Linked DNA regions of Mus musculus: region 1 is linked to region 2. A link is a contact called in public promoter capture Hi-C data. All regions are on one chromosome and are shown on one strand. The core of a region is the stretch at or near the end of the contact, and the rest is flanking DNA. Distances in the headings are between cores, read along the strand shown. Region 1 overlaps Cbs (cystathionine beta-synthase). Region 2 overlaps Pde9a (phosphodiesterase 9A).

Region 1 (7,039 bases), core at 2,172-4,671, 190 kb after region 2:
AAGCTACTTAAGTGAAAGCACTGCAGAGAGAGAGAGAGAGAGAGAGAAGAGGAAGAGAGAGAGAGGAAGAGAGGGAAAGGGGAAAAGAGAGGGGCAGGTTTTCACAGGCAAAGACAGAACAAGCCAGAGAATGAGAAGGAGCCAAAAGATTAGAACAGATTGCCAGAGCTGGTTTGAAGCCAAGCAGAAAAAAAAAGCTAGAGGTCAAGAGAGAAGCCAGATTGCATCAGCAAGCCAGATATCAGAAAAAAACTAGGAAAGGGTGATCTTATTCAGCAGTAAATTTCAGAGGCTGAAAACTTTATAGGCCTAGATTAGATTGTATGGAGTCTCGAAGCTTCCAAGACTAGGCCTAGGTTAGCAGACAGAGGCCTTAAGCCTCCGAGAGGACAATTACTTGAGATGAATAAAAGATACTGTTATACCTTGGCATCATGTACATTTAGGAAATCAAGAATTAAAGTGCCTCAGGGAAGGCCTGGGTTATGGAATTTCTGGCAGATCCACACCCAGCATAAATAACTCACACACAGTCATCCACCCAAACACCCAAGTACAGTGACATTTGAAGCCAGTTTGAGGGACTGGACCTCCATGTAACTTCTACTCCCTGGGTCTGACCATGCCCTTGCATCTCACAGGACATTGTGGATGGGAAGCTAAATTAGGGACATGCTCCCTGCTATGACGATAATGGGCTAACCCTCCGAGACTGTAAGGCAGCTCCAATTAAATGGTCATGGTGTCTCTTCTCAGCAGTAAAACCCCAACTAAGACACCTCTTCAACATCTAGTTTGGTTAGTTTCCTCCAAAATTCCTTTTATTACGCTTCAAATGGTTCTACAAGAAAGGCACTGGCCATTCCCTCCCAGACTGGGTCACAGAGCATCATACTCTACTCTGGGCCAAATGGGCCAAAAACAAAACAAAAACAAAAAAACCCCCGGAGACTCCTCAACAGTGTCACGCATTCATTATACCAATGGACCCCAAAGTCCCTCTCTTGTTCTTTGAATTCTGCTTTGTGTTTTCAGCCTCTGTTCACTCCAGATGAGACTATCTTAGGGACACCCATTGCCATCCACTTGTGCTGTCTCCCACCGCTAGGGATCCCACCATCTCCTCCTCCTCTCGCTCAAATGTCACTCTTCCTCGACTTTCAACCTTGTCACCATATGATTGATGAGTGATGTAGACTATCCATACATCATCCGCAACCCCCCCCCCCGGCCCCCAATAATGACTTGGCCTTGCTAATCTGTCAGAAGGAACATGTAGAGATAAAGGTCAAAACTCTGCTTGTGGGCTGGAGAGATGGCTCAGTGGTTAAGAACACTGACTGCTCTTCCAGAGGTCCTGAGTTCAATTCCTAGCAACCACATGGTGGTTCACAACTATCTGTAATGGGATATTATGTCCTCTCTGGTGTGTCTGAAGAGAGCTATAGTGTACTCATATACATTAAATAAATAAATAAATCTTTTTAAAAAAGAAACAAACAAATTCCGATTGTTCTAATAACAGGTGTGACTGCTTGGAATCTGGGTCCTGGTGACATAATGACATCTTACATTGACATGAGGGGCCTAATGCTCATGACCCCAGGCCAGGCCTCACCCTATGGTTACGTCACCTTCAGCTAACTCCTAATGAGCTGTGCTACCTGAAGGAATGGCTACTCTCAAGAAAGACGTGTCATGGGCAGGAGAGATGGCTCAGATCTGATGCCCTCTTCTGGGGGTGTCTGAAGACAGCTACAGTGTACTTACATATAATAATAATAATAATAATAATAGACACAAAAGTCGCAAAAGGCATTTTAAAAAAAGAAAGAAAGACGTGCTATAAAATTACTTAAGGAGATAGTGGCATTCTGTCTACATATGCAAATGCAGAACCAGCATAGAGGGCCCCTGAGTTTATAAATGCTCGGCCCAGGGAGTGGCACTCTTAGGAGGTGTGGCCCGGTTGGGCATGGGCTTTAAGACCCTCATCCCAGCTGCCTGTAAGTCAGTCTTTTCCTAGCAGCCTTCAGAAGATGTAGAACTCTTAAGTCCTCCTGTACCAAGCCTGCCTGGATGCTACCAAGTCCCTGCCTTGATGATAATGATCTAAACCTCTGAACCTGTAAGCCAACCCCAGTTAAATGTTGTCCTTATAAGAGTTGCCTTGGATGCCGGGCAGTGGTGGCGCACACCTTTAATCCTAGCACTTGGGAGGCAGAGGCAGGTGGATTTCTGAATTCGAGGCCAGCCTGGTCTACAGAGAGAGCTATACAGAGAAACCCTGTCTTGAAATACAAAAACAAAACAAACAAACAAACAAACATAAAGTTGCCTTGGTCATGGTGTCTGTTCACAGTAGTAAAACCCTAACCAAGGCATGATGTAACTTCTCCCTAATTTACAGGGGAACTCTCGGCAGGCAAAATGGTACACTGTAATTCCAGCCCTTAGGACACAGAGACTGGAGAATCTGGTTTCCAGGTCATTCTTGCTACATAGTAAGTTTGAAGCTAGCCCGGGGATACATTGAGTCCCTGCCTGGAACATCCCTACCCAGATCTTGCTCCCTCTCAGCCTCACGGTCTCTCTCTGGGAATTCACCTGCTACAGATAACACATCTTAGTAAATTCTGTCTTCTTCTCTTTTGATCCCTGGTAAATTCTTTGATTGCTCATGCTGCCAGTCTTCAGGATGCTATTTCCCACAACAGCAAGCCACTGTCTCAAACTACAAACAGCCAGGCATGGTACCATATGCCTGTAATCCTAGTACTTGGGGAGGCTGAGGCAGGAGGATTGCTCTAAGTTCATGACCCAGGCCAATCTAGGGTCTAAAACAAGATCTCACCTCAATAACAAACAAACCCTGACTTGGAGACAATAGACCCAGCCTATCTTGCTTGGAAAATTTAACCCTCTGATCCCTCAGACTCCAGAATACCCCAATTGCTTTCCATTCAGGTCTCTGAATAACTGAAGTGCCTCCCTCGCAGGGGTAGGTCCTCGGGTATCATGCTCCCAGAGTCCCCAGAAGCCTGGCATTATTGGGCCAGCAAGGCAGAAGTGATGCCAAGAAACAAAAGGCCCAGGGCTACAAGCCTGTGACAGGTCAAGCTTGTGGCTGCAGGGCTGCTCTGCAGCATTTCAATGATAGCACAGTGTCACCAGTACGGTTTCCAGAGCAGTCTCTCCATGGCTCTCTATCCGCAGGCTCCAGAGTGGCTGCACACCCACACACTCCCATCCTGGGTTGAACTCATCAACCCTGCTTAGGGATCTGCGCCCCACAGCAAGACTTCAAGGTTTTGCCAGGATGCTGGTCCCTGGCTTCCTGCCTTCCCTGCCCTAGGCTTCTCACACTGGAGCCAAACTGATGAAATAGAAGCCTCGGTCACCTTTGGCCCCCGGTCAGGGGAGGAGTTAAGAACCTGAAGTGCCAGGGTGGAAGGAGAAGCTGTCTGAGCCCCCCCCCCCCCACCACCACCACCACCACCAACAGGCAGCAACAAGTTGGACTCAACCAGGTCTTCCAGAGAGGCAGAGTCACATCCTGGGGAAGAGCTGGACGAATTCCCTTCCCTGCTGTCCTTGGTTGGACTCAGGAAAGTGAGGATAGGCTGAGCCAAGGCCAAGATCGCTTGACCTGAACCCCAGGGAGGCCAGGCAGGGACAGCTTTAGGATACAGGGTCAGGTGTGCTCACTCTGAAAGTTATCAGGTGTTTGTTCAGGTGATGGTTCTAATCAACTGCCCGTACTTTGCCAGCACAGAAGGGCAGCTCTACGGGACCTCAGAAACCCCATTTCCTCGACAGAGCTGCCTGAAGCCTACCTGTTCCTCACTCTACAGCCACCAACCACATCAAGAGCCTCTGGAAGTGGCTGGTTTGTCTTGCCCTCATCAACCCGTCCCATCTTTCCTTGTGTCCATATCTGCCCCCATACCAGTGCCCTGAGCCAGCGCCTCCCCATGGAGTGCAGGAGCCTTCCCTAGGGGTCCCTCTCTGTGCTTCCAATGACTTCTACCAAAGCAGGGCTGATCAGCTGAGGACAAACCTGCCCTTAAGGCTGATGTGTGTAGCATGCACACATCTTTGAACAAGCAGTTCCCAGGCTCTTGGGAGCCCTTGGGGGGTGTGGTGGGGGTGGGGTGGAGCCACAGGGCTCTTACCCCCTGCTGTGTCGTCCTGGCAAGAATTCATCTGAGTGCTCCCACCTGTCTCCAGACTTCTCTGAACCAATAACAGTAAATGCTAGTGGCCACGCACAGGGAACCGGACTTCAAGGATGTAAAACACAAATGCTTTCACCTACTTGTTTGATCTTGAAGACATTAGACTAAGGCAATGAAGACAATCCTAAAAGCTTTTTACAACAGGGTGGGAACGTGCAGGGCTCCAACCTGGGTGCTTTAGAACAGGGTGGGACACTGTGCATGTTCCTAAGCCAACTACCGACTGAATGTACATGGAATGGCTTCTATAGCGTGGTGGTGCATGCCTTAAATCTCAGCACTTGGGAGGCAGAGGCAGATGGATTTCTGAGTTCAAGACCAGCCTGGTCTACACAGTGAGTTCCAGGACAGCCAGGGCTACGCAGAGAAACCCTGTCTCAACACACCCCCCCCCCAAAAAAAGGGGGGATGGTTCCTATTATCTATCAGTGCTAAGGACAGTCTTTGCCCAACCATAAAAGAAGCCCACCAGAGCCAAACACCAGTATATGTAAGCTGCAGTACCAAAGAATCACCTTTCTTAGCTTTGCCTTCACAGTTGCTACCCCTGCCCCGCCCCCACAGTAATTATAGGTATGGCCTCCACACCCCTCCCCCACCCAAGGAAATAAACCCACCATCTTGGGATCATAGACAGAGACTTACAGCACTGTGTGATAATGTGGGGAGTCCGCCATGGCCCTGCCCAGCTGCCAGGTACATCTGCTTGGGGTATCAGGCCGGATCCAGACTCGATCCTTGTCCCCTGAGGGGCCCTTCTCCAGTTGTCTCTTTTCTGAGTGCATGTCCAAGTGCTGGAAGCCCCCAGCAGAGCCATCTTCACACTGGGATGTCCCTGAAGGCATGCTGGGATTTTCAGAGGGAGCGAAGACCTGTCGTGTTAAGTCGTTGGCTCTTGAGTCCCCTCTGGGAGTGTTGGCTCCACTCAAACAAACTCAGCAAGGATGGGAGAAAAGGAGCAGGTTCCAGCTGCTGTGGGAAATGGTTTGGGTTCCTTTCAGAAGGTTAAACATAAACTACCATCTGACGCAGCAATTGAATCCCAAGGCAGAGATCCAAAACACACAAAAATGGATGTTTACAATGCCCATTCTCATGGCTGTCTCAGCCAAAAGGTGACTATTATCCTAAGTCACTGATGAATGGAGGTACAAAAATGTGTCCCGTCCATGCGACAGAATACTATCCAGCCACAAAGAGAAACAGATGGACTAGCAAGATTTTGCTGAAAGGACCCAGATATAGCTCTCTCTTGTGAGACTATGCCAGGGCCTAGAAAACACAGAAGTGGATGATCACAGTCAGCTATTGGATGGATCACACGGCCCCCAATGGAGGAGCTAGAGAAATTACCCAAGGAGCTAAAGGGAACTGCAACCCTATAGGTGGAACAACAATATGAACTAACCAGTACCCGAGAGCTCTTGTCTTTAGCTGCATATGTATCAAAAGATGGCCTAGTCGGCCATCACTGCAAATAGAGGCCCATTGGACTTGCAAACTTTATATGCCCCAGTACAGGGGAACGCCAGGGCCAAAAAGGGGGAGTGGGTGGGTAAGGGATTGGGGGGGGTGGGTATGGGGGACCTTTGGGATAGCATTGAAAATGTAAACGAGGAAAATACCTAATTAAAAAAAAAAACCATGTATTTTCATAACTCAAAAAAAAAAAAAAAAGAGAGAAACAGATGGGGGCTGTAGAGATGGCTCAGCAATCGAAAGTGCTCGCTTTACAATCATGAGCACTGGAGATCTGTACTCAGACATACACACAGATAAATCAACCTTTTTTTTAAGGGATGGACAGAGTGTTCAATGAAAGGAGCCAATCATACCTGAGATGTCATTTATACAAAGTGCACAGAATAATCAACTGTCCTATGTTTTCACATCCGTGAGGGACCCAGAACAGGTAAGCCAATAGGAATACAGTGAGAGGACACTGAAGAAAGGCAGGAGAGATGGTTGTGTTTTATCAAAAAAGAAGCCAGAGATATGTTTGGTAGAGGCACGGTATGATGTGGGGGAAGAGGGTGCCTCTGCGAGCCCATGCTGAGGCATCCCTTCCCCCTGAGGGACCAGCCACATGATGGTATAGTATAGAATAGAGTTTATTTAGGGTATAGGGAGGGGACTTGAGGGGGTAGTAAAGACAAAGAAGGGAGGGGAGAAAGTAGAGGAGTAGAGGCCAGCCATGAGCACATGGGGGGGGGGAAGGGGAAGGAGGGGGTAGAGAGGGAAGAGAAGAGCAAGAGAAAGGAGGGGCCCCAGCAGCTCCTTTTATAGTGAGTCAGGCACACCTGGCTGTTGTCAGGTAAGGTGGGGTGGAGCCTAGATAAAATGCCAACAGAGACAGTAATTGTTGAATGCACAGGGACTTTGGAGATGATGAAAAAACATGAGTCTGGGGGCTGGTGAGATGGCTCAGCAGGTAAGAACACCAACTGCTCTTCCGAAGGTCCTGAGTTGAAATCCCAGCAACCACATGGTGGCTCACAACTATCCTTAACGAGATCTGACTCCTCTTCTGGAGTGTCTGAAGACAGCTACAGTGTACTTACATATAATAAATAAATAAATAAATAAATAAATAAATAAATAAATAAATCTTTAAAAAATATGAGTCTGGTCCTATTTTTCATTCTGTAGTTGTGATTAAAACAACAATAACAACAACAACAAACATACTGACCAAAAGCAACTGCGGGGAGAAAGGATTTATTTCAATTACAGTTCCAGGAAGTGAGGGAAGGAACTGTAGCTCAGGAAGGCAGCTGGTCACATTGTTTCCACAGTTAACA
Region 2 (6,748 bases), core at 3,562-6,061:
TTGAAATGTTCTGGGTCTTAGGTAGGGAGCACCCTTTTGGATGATTAGGAGACACAAGCTTGAGGCAAAGATGCCATTATTTATGATAGACAGGTGACTGTAGGCCATACAGAGAAGCCAGCAGCATAAGAACAAAGACAGAAGGTGACCTGTAGGTGAGTGCCTTTATTGTGACCTGTAGGTGAGTGCCTTTATTGTGACCTGTAGGTGAGTGCCTTTATTTTGACCTGTAGGTGAATGCCATTATTGTGACCTGTAGGTGAATGCCTTTATTGTGACCTGTAGGTGAATGCCTTTATTGTGTCCTGAGAATTACTGCATGGGGTTCCTCCTGGGGAATTATAATTGGTGATTTAAAGCAAGCAGACATGAGTTCTGAAAGGTCCCAGTGTTGGCGAAATGGTTACCATAGCATAGGGCTGCACATTGTGTGCCAGGTGTGGGGCAGCAGGTGAGTCAGGTAGGCTGTATCTAGCTGCCCAGAGGGCGGTGGTCAGCTGGAGGAAGTGGTTTAAGGCAGACATCTGGGTTGACACCTGGGTAGATGGGAGGCAGACAACCGGAAGCTGGGTTGGGGTGACTGAACCTGCATTCAAAGTGAACCCACAGGGAGTGTAAGGTCACGAGACACCAGAAGACCAGCCTATACACAGTAAAATAGAGAAGGCTTAACAGGTTGATCTAGGCCAGAGGTTCAACCTTCCTAATGCTGAGACCCTACAATACAATTCTTCACGATGTTGTGACCTCCAACTATAGAATTATCCCTTTGCTGCTTCCCAGCTGTAATTTCACTACTGTGATCTTAGGCGACCCCTGTGAAAGGGTCGTTAGTGACCCAGAAGTTGAGAACCACTGATTGATTGATTTGGGTTTTTGGTTTTTTGTTTTTATTGTGTCCAGTGAATAAACACTAGCAAATATATTTTAGGAAGGAAAAAAGGGAAAGGAGAGGAGGGGAGGGGAGGGGAGGGGAGGGGAGGGGAGGGGAGGAGAGGAGAGGAGAGGAGAGGAGAGGAGAGGAGAGGAGAGGAGAGGAGAGGAGAGGAGAGGAGAGGAGAGGAGAGGAGAGGAGAGGAGAGAAAGGGAAGAAGGGAGGGGAGAAGATAGGAAAGGGTAGAGAGGAAGGGAGGGTAGAAGAGGAAGGGAGGGGAGGGGAGAGGGGAGGGGAGAGGAGGGGAGGGGAGGAAAGGGGGGGGAAGGGGAGGCATAATGGCTGAAACCCGTGCTCCTATCATATGGGAGGCTGCAGTATAAAGATAGCCCAAGTCAGAGGCCAGCCTGGACTACTTAGCAAATCCTGCCAAAAGCAAGGTAGGAAGGGAACACAAAGCGCCCGGAAATAGATCAGACCAGGCCAGTGCTCCTGTCATGTTGAATGTCCATAGGAGGGGGTGTTACAACAGCTTGTTGTTGAAGACGCACGGAGATGGAGTGTGGTGTCCGCACACGGAAGCATCTTCCGGGGTTCACATAGCAGGCTATACCATCCAGCCCCAACCGCAGAACTTCCTTAAGGGACTCCATGCCATCTGCATGTGCCAGCACAGTGTCGCCTAGCCCTGTGCTGCTTGAAATGGTATTCTCACGGCTGATGACCGGACTTGCTAATTTTGGAGTTTTTAGGGTCATGAGCCTGGTGACGATCGATGTACCTTCATGGCAGGTTCTTGCTATGGGGCACCGATGCAACCCAGTCTCCGCAGTAGACTAAGACAGCAGTTAGACACGGGAGGACATGCACGGCACCCCTGCATTCCCGTGAAGCCCATGAGCCGGCATCTGCTTAGATCAGGACAGAGGTGGCCTGGGGAGGGGCGGCGACTAAGGGAGCCCAAGGAGACTTCTGGTGCCGATCATGTTCTGTTCCTTAGACTGAAGGTGACCAAGATGTGAGGGGGAAAACACTTCTTTCTCATTGTAAAATTAATATATACGTTCGTGGTAGAAAATAAGGGTTCTCTGAGACATCAAAAATAGCAAAATGGAATCTCATAAACAAAAGATAACTATTGTTAGTGTTCTGGAAGTTTCCCTCCCAACATGTTTGAAAAAAATGGAAGCTTTCTATGTTACTTTTCAAAGATCATTTGAATGAAGCTTTTAAGGTTTGTTTAATGTGTATGTGCTTGTCTCTGTACTGTGTACCTGCCTCATACCTGTGGAGATCAGAAGGGGCATGCGATCCCCTGGGACTGGAGGTTTGTGTAGCTGGTTGACTGTGGGCCTCTGTGTGGTGCTAAGAATCAGACCCTGGTCCTCTGCGGGAACAGCAAGTGTTCCTAACCTCCGAAAGATTTCTTTAGCCCCTAAAAACCGCTTTTTAAGTCTAATAACAGATGTTAACTTCTTCTGTTGGTTTTTGTTTTGTTTTGTTTTGTTTTTAGAGTCAAGGTCTTGCTATGTCATCCTGGCTGGCTTATCATGGGTAGATCCTCCTGCCTCTGCCTCTAGACATGAACATTTTAAAATAATTATTTAAAATAATTATTTAGTTTTTCCCTCTCCTTTCCATTTTAGACAGGATCTTGTTATGCAGTTAAAGCTAACCTTAAACTTGCTCTTCTCACCCACCTGGCCTGCTAACTCCTGCCCCACTCTCCCTGGGATTTAAAGGTGTGCTGAGCTGGATTTATTATCAATAGTAGAATATGAGTCTACAATGCACACACATCTTATTTAATTTAACAAATCCTGAGGCCACAAGATGGCTTGGTAGTTAAAGGCACTTGCCAACAAGCCTAGAGACCTGAGTTTGGTTGCCAAAATCCACATAGCAAAAGGAGAGACCAGACTCCTACAAGTTGGTTTGCTCCGTTTTGGTTGCTGGTGAGAGTTAAGCGTCAGGCCAACAAAGAAGAGTCTATGAATTCCTTTCTAGAGTCTCTGAGTTTGGGGGCCATGAACAAATGCTTAGCTGGGACACGAAGGTCTCCCCTTCCCAAGAGCACAGATAGAATCACTTCAAAGGGTGATGTCATGACCGTCTGCAAGTCCCAGAACTGGGCTGGTCAGGAAATAGGAAAGAGACAAGTTATGATCAGCCTGGGACCTGAACCTTGTAAAACCAACCACCCAGCCCAGTTTTACAGGGCTAGCCAGAAGAGGCCAGGCCTGCTCCACCCAGCCCGCTTCCTCTCTGCAGGCCCATCCTGAGAACACCATGTTTTCACTCACTGGCGCATTGACCCCACTCTGCCATGCTAATAGTCCCCATAAAACGAGCACCGTGAGAACGCTGCCCATATTTAGAGCCCCCGAAGCCTGCCTGCCTTATCTAGCTGTAGCAGTGTCTGGAGAACATCAGCCCTGGGGCCACTGGCCATGGACCAGGACAAGCAGGCAGCAGAGAAGAGGAGAAACCGGTACCCAGGGAGGCCCTGCTACCTGTGATGGACAGCCCAAACATCCTTCCACAGTAGCACCTGTGGCTCACACAGGGATAGTAGTACCCTTAGCCACCTGCCTGTCTCCACGGCTGTCCTGCCAGCCTCAATTGGTTTCTCTTCTTCGGTTTGTAGAACGAGAAGAACTTATCCAGGGCGTGCTGGCCCAGGTGGCGGAACAATTTTCCAGGTACCGTATGCTCTCTGTACATCCTTTCCAGACTCACGGGAGCTGGCCCTTAGCCAGTCAGCCCTCTGTAGTTTCTGTAGCCAGCCTAGCAAACCTTCACCATATCCCCAAAACCCTGTCCAATGGCCGCTTGTAGAACATGAGTTCTGGAGGTGGCGAATACATCCCCCTTCATTCTTCTAAGGCTCAGAGCTATCTACAAAACACCCTTCTACCAAGGGGTGTTTCCCACTGAGATGCTGTCATGTGAGTGGATGGCTTCCCTTTAGTTTGCCAACACCCTAGAATTCCGTTGTCAGTTTCCCAAAGTGACTTCTGTATGGTATGTTCTTGTCACTTAGAACCAAATGATTGAACCACCATGGGGCATCGCACCCCACAGCTGCCCTTACTGGGCAGGGCAGGGCATAGGCATGGGTCAACCCAGCTTAAGTCTACTCTGAGAGCCCAGGACAGAGTAGTAATAACACCAGACATTATTCGTTCTTTAAAAGCACCTCCTGCTGTCTTGGTCCCCTCCCCAGGCTCCCTGGAGACCTCACCCCAGGCAGGGACCTATAAACATTTGCTGGTCTGGGTCTTGTGTTTTATCTTTTTTCCCTGCTTTTTGCCCCCAGAGCGTTTAAGATCAACGAGCTGAAAGCCGAAGTTGCAAATCACCTGGCCGTGCTGGAGAAACGGGTGGAATGTGAGTGGAGTTGTTATTGTTGTTGTTGTTGTTGTTTTTCCTTTCTGCTTATGTTGTCTTTTAACCTCTGTTGGAATCAGCCACTTAGAACAGTGAGCAGTTCGTTGCTGAAGGCAAATGCGAGCTTTCTGTGTGCCACTCTGATTTGACAGAGGCTGGCCAAGGGCAGATCTCAGCACACGTTTCTGTTAAAGCACCGCTTGTATGAAGCTTTGTGCACCGAACACAACCCATAAACCCCAACGGCCTCTGTCTGGCCCGGTAGAAGCTCTGCCAGGGCTGTAGCTCTTGTTCCTCTCTCCATGAGGCAGGAGGGGGGGAGGGGCGGGGGTCTTCTCTTCTCTTCACACGGCTGTGCAGCTTGCTTCTGCAGAGTGTGGAAGAGGTGACATTTTGGTCCCAGTTTCTGACCACTACAAGCAAGAGAGAGTCAAGTCCAGTTTCCATTCCATTTCCAAAGAGCCAGCCAGGTTTGGGGAGGGAAATAGCTTCAAGTCACCTCATCCGCCGTGACAGGATCGATGAAGGATCGATGCTTCTGCTCCACAGGCCCATGGAGCCCGTGTTGCACCCTCGGCTTCACAGCCAGGTTCTCTGTCACTGTCAGGCTCAGTCTGGTGATAACTGGGCACCTGATTTGTTAGCTTGGGCTGAGTAAACAAAATTTAAACAGGAGACCAGCACCCCTGAAACATATGTGACTGACTCTGTTCATAAGACAAAATGCTGCTTTTTTGTGGGGGGATTTTTTTTAATTGCTTCTCATTAAAAAAAAAAAAATTCTATCATACAAGACCTGGCTCTTCGGAATAAGCTGGTACACGTTTCCCACCGTCCTGTGTGTACCTCTCAGCATGCATTGGCTTTCCCCAAGTCAGCTGGTCTTTGGGTCCTCAAGACTATCTTGTCCCACCTGGGGATGGTGAGGAGCCACAGAAAAGTTAGTGACCGCTCCAGCAAAGGACGGCACACAGGAGGCATGTGTAAGTCACAGCAGTGCCCACTCCAACGTGCTGGAAGCTGACCGCTCCAGCTTGGGAAGTGTCAGCAAGGCTGGTTCCTCTGGGATCTGAGGGAGAGTCCGTTCTAACCTGACTTCCGTTAGTCCTTCCCACTCCCTAGCTAGTATGGCTGCCGCCTGATCCTGTCGTCCATGCCCTGTCTGTTTCTTGTAAGGACACTGCCATTTGAATCAAGGATGTTCCCATTGCAAGTTCTTTACCTAATATCTGCCAAGGATCTTTTGTTTAAATCAAGTGGTAGTCTCAGGATCCTGGCCCTGGGTGGCTGGGCAGGCTGCCAGGAAGACACCTTGAGTCACTGTTCCATATAGACACACAACCAGGCACAAACATATACACAAAGACATGGATAGACACACTGGAAAGCATGTGTGCACACGCAGGCCCATCTGGGTGTCATTAACTGTTATCTGTGTCTCAGGGTTAGGGACATCCAGCTGTAAACCCCCACACCACACTGACCTTGTAGTGAACGGAATTTCCTGCTTGCTCTTTGACCTTAAACCAAATACACGTTTCTCCTCTGTGACTGTCAGCACTTTTTCCCCCCGTTCTGTGTAAATGTTTAGCTTTTAAGGAGTCTGGGATTACTGGAGGGTCAAAGGTGATTTCATAACCATGGAACAGCCTGGCCCTTGCCTCCTATCCTGCCTGGAGCTATTCACTTCCTTCCTGGTATGTTGTGGTGGGGACACAGGGCATCCCTGCTCCATCTACTCTTTGTACTCGTGCCCTGGACCGACACCAAGACTTAAACACCAGTGTGGACCGCAGCCAGAGCTGATGCCAGAAGACAGAGGTACCAGGGTACGCAAACAATCCAGAATTTCCATACTGAACTGAATTGGAACCAGTCTTTCGGTGTCACTCAGGAACTGTGCCTGAGGCAAACTTTAAGAGCAGTCCCAGGAGAAAGCATTGAAAAGCAGCTCTCTATTCCCTCTTGGAGTGAAGTCCATCCCTTAGCTTTGCAGATAGGAGAGAGAGAGAGAAAGAGAGAGAGAGAGAGAGAGAGAGAGAGAGAGAGAGAGAGAGAGAGAGAGAGAGTATGTCCACAGTTCCTGTGAGTTCTTAGTGTTGAAGAAGGTAAAATTGTTTTCCACAGAGCCAACATCTCCCTTAGGAATTTACTCTTAAATAATTTTTATGGGGAGGCAACAAAGTACAGAAGCCCACAGAAACCCCTTCTGAAGTTGGAGCTGGAGAGGCAGCCCCACGATTAAGAACACTGGCTGCAGTTCCAGAGGACCTGGGTTTGATTTCCAGACACCCATCCACGTAGCTCATAACTCTCTGTAACTCCAGTTCCAGGGGGACTCCATCACCCTCTCGGTCCTCTGCAGGCATTTCCCCTCTTCTGAAGTCCACATGCATTTCCCATGATTCCAAAGTAGGTAACTCTGCAGGCCAGCATGTCAGAAGGCCTATGTAGGCTGTGTCACCAGGGTACTGGCCATGGAAA

What was found. Capture Hi-C pulls out chosen DNA fragments and counts their contacts.
Region 1: a promoter capture Hi-C map of liver shows a contact between it and region 2. The contact joins two enhancer-like sites. A contact is called at or near these places in 1 of 115 datasets of contacts at active chromatin or transcription factors (pancreatic cancer cells) and 4 of 9 other capture datasets (adipose tissue, embryonic stem cells, liver and 1 more).

The regions. Positions count from the first base shown.
Region 1 is chr17:31,627,945-31,634,983 of GRCm38.p6, forward strand. It overlaps Cbs (cystathionine beta-synthase), which reads right to left. Exons shown (of 17, transcript NM_144855.3): 2 at 4,884-5,210. The coding sequence starts at 5,083. Among named protein-coding and RNA genes, the nearest start is that of Cbs, 5.7 kb to the right of the region's middle. Within about 2 kb of position 3,422, at least 13 of the 459 cell types and tissues checked have an H3K27ac peak or open chromatin away from gene starts, as enhancers often do. A contact at or near this core is called in liver, where this site is marked.
Region 2 is chr17:31,439,645-31,446,392 of GRCm38.p6, forward strand. Pde9a (phosphodiesterase 9A) reads left to right here. Exons shown (of 19, transcript NM_008804.4): 5 at 3,522-3,576; 6 at 4,194-4,264. Among named protein-coding and RNA genes, the nearest start is that of Gm9902, 7.9 kb to the left of the region's middle. Within about 2 kb of position 4,812, at least 18 of the 459 cell types and tissues checked have an H3K27ac peak or open chromatin away from gene starts, as enhancers often do. A contact at or near this core is called in liver, where this site is marked.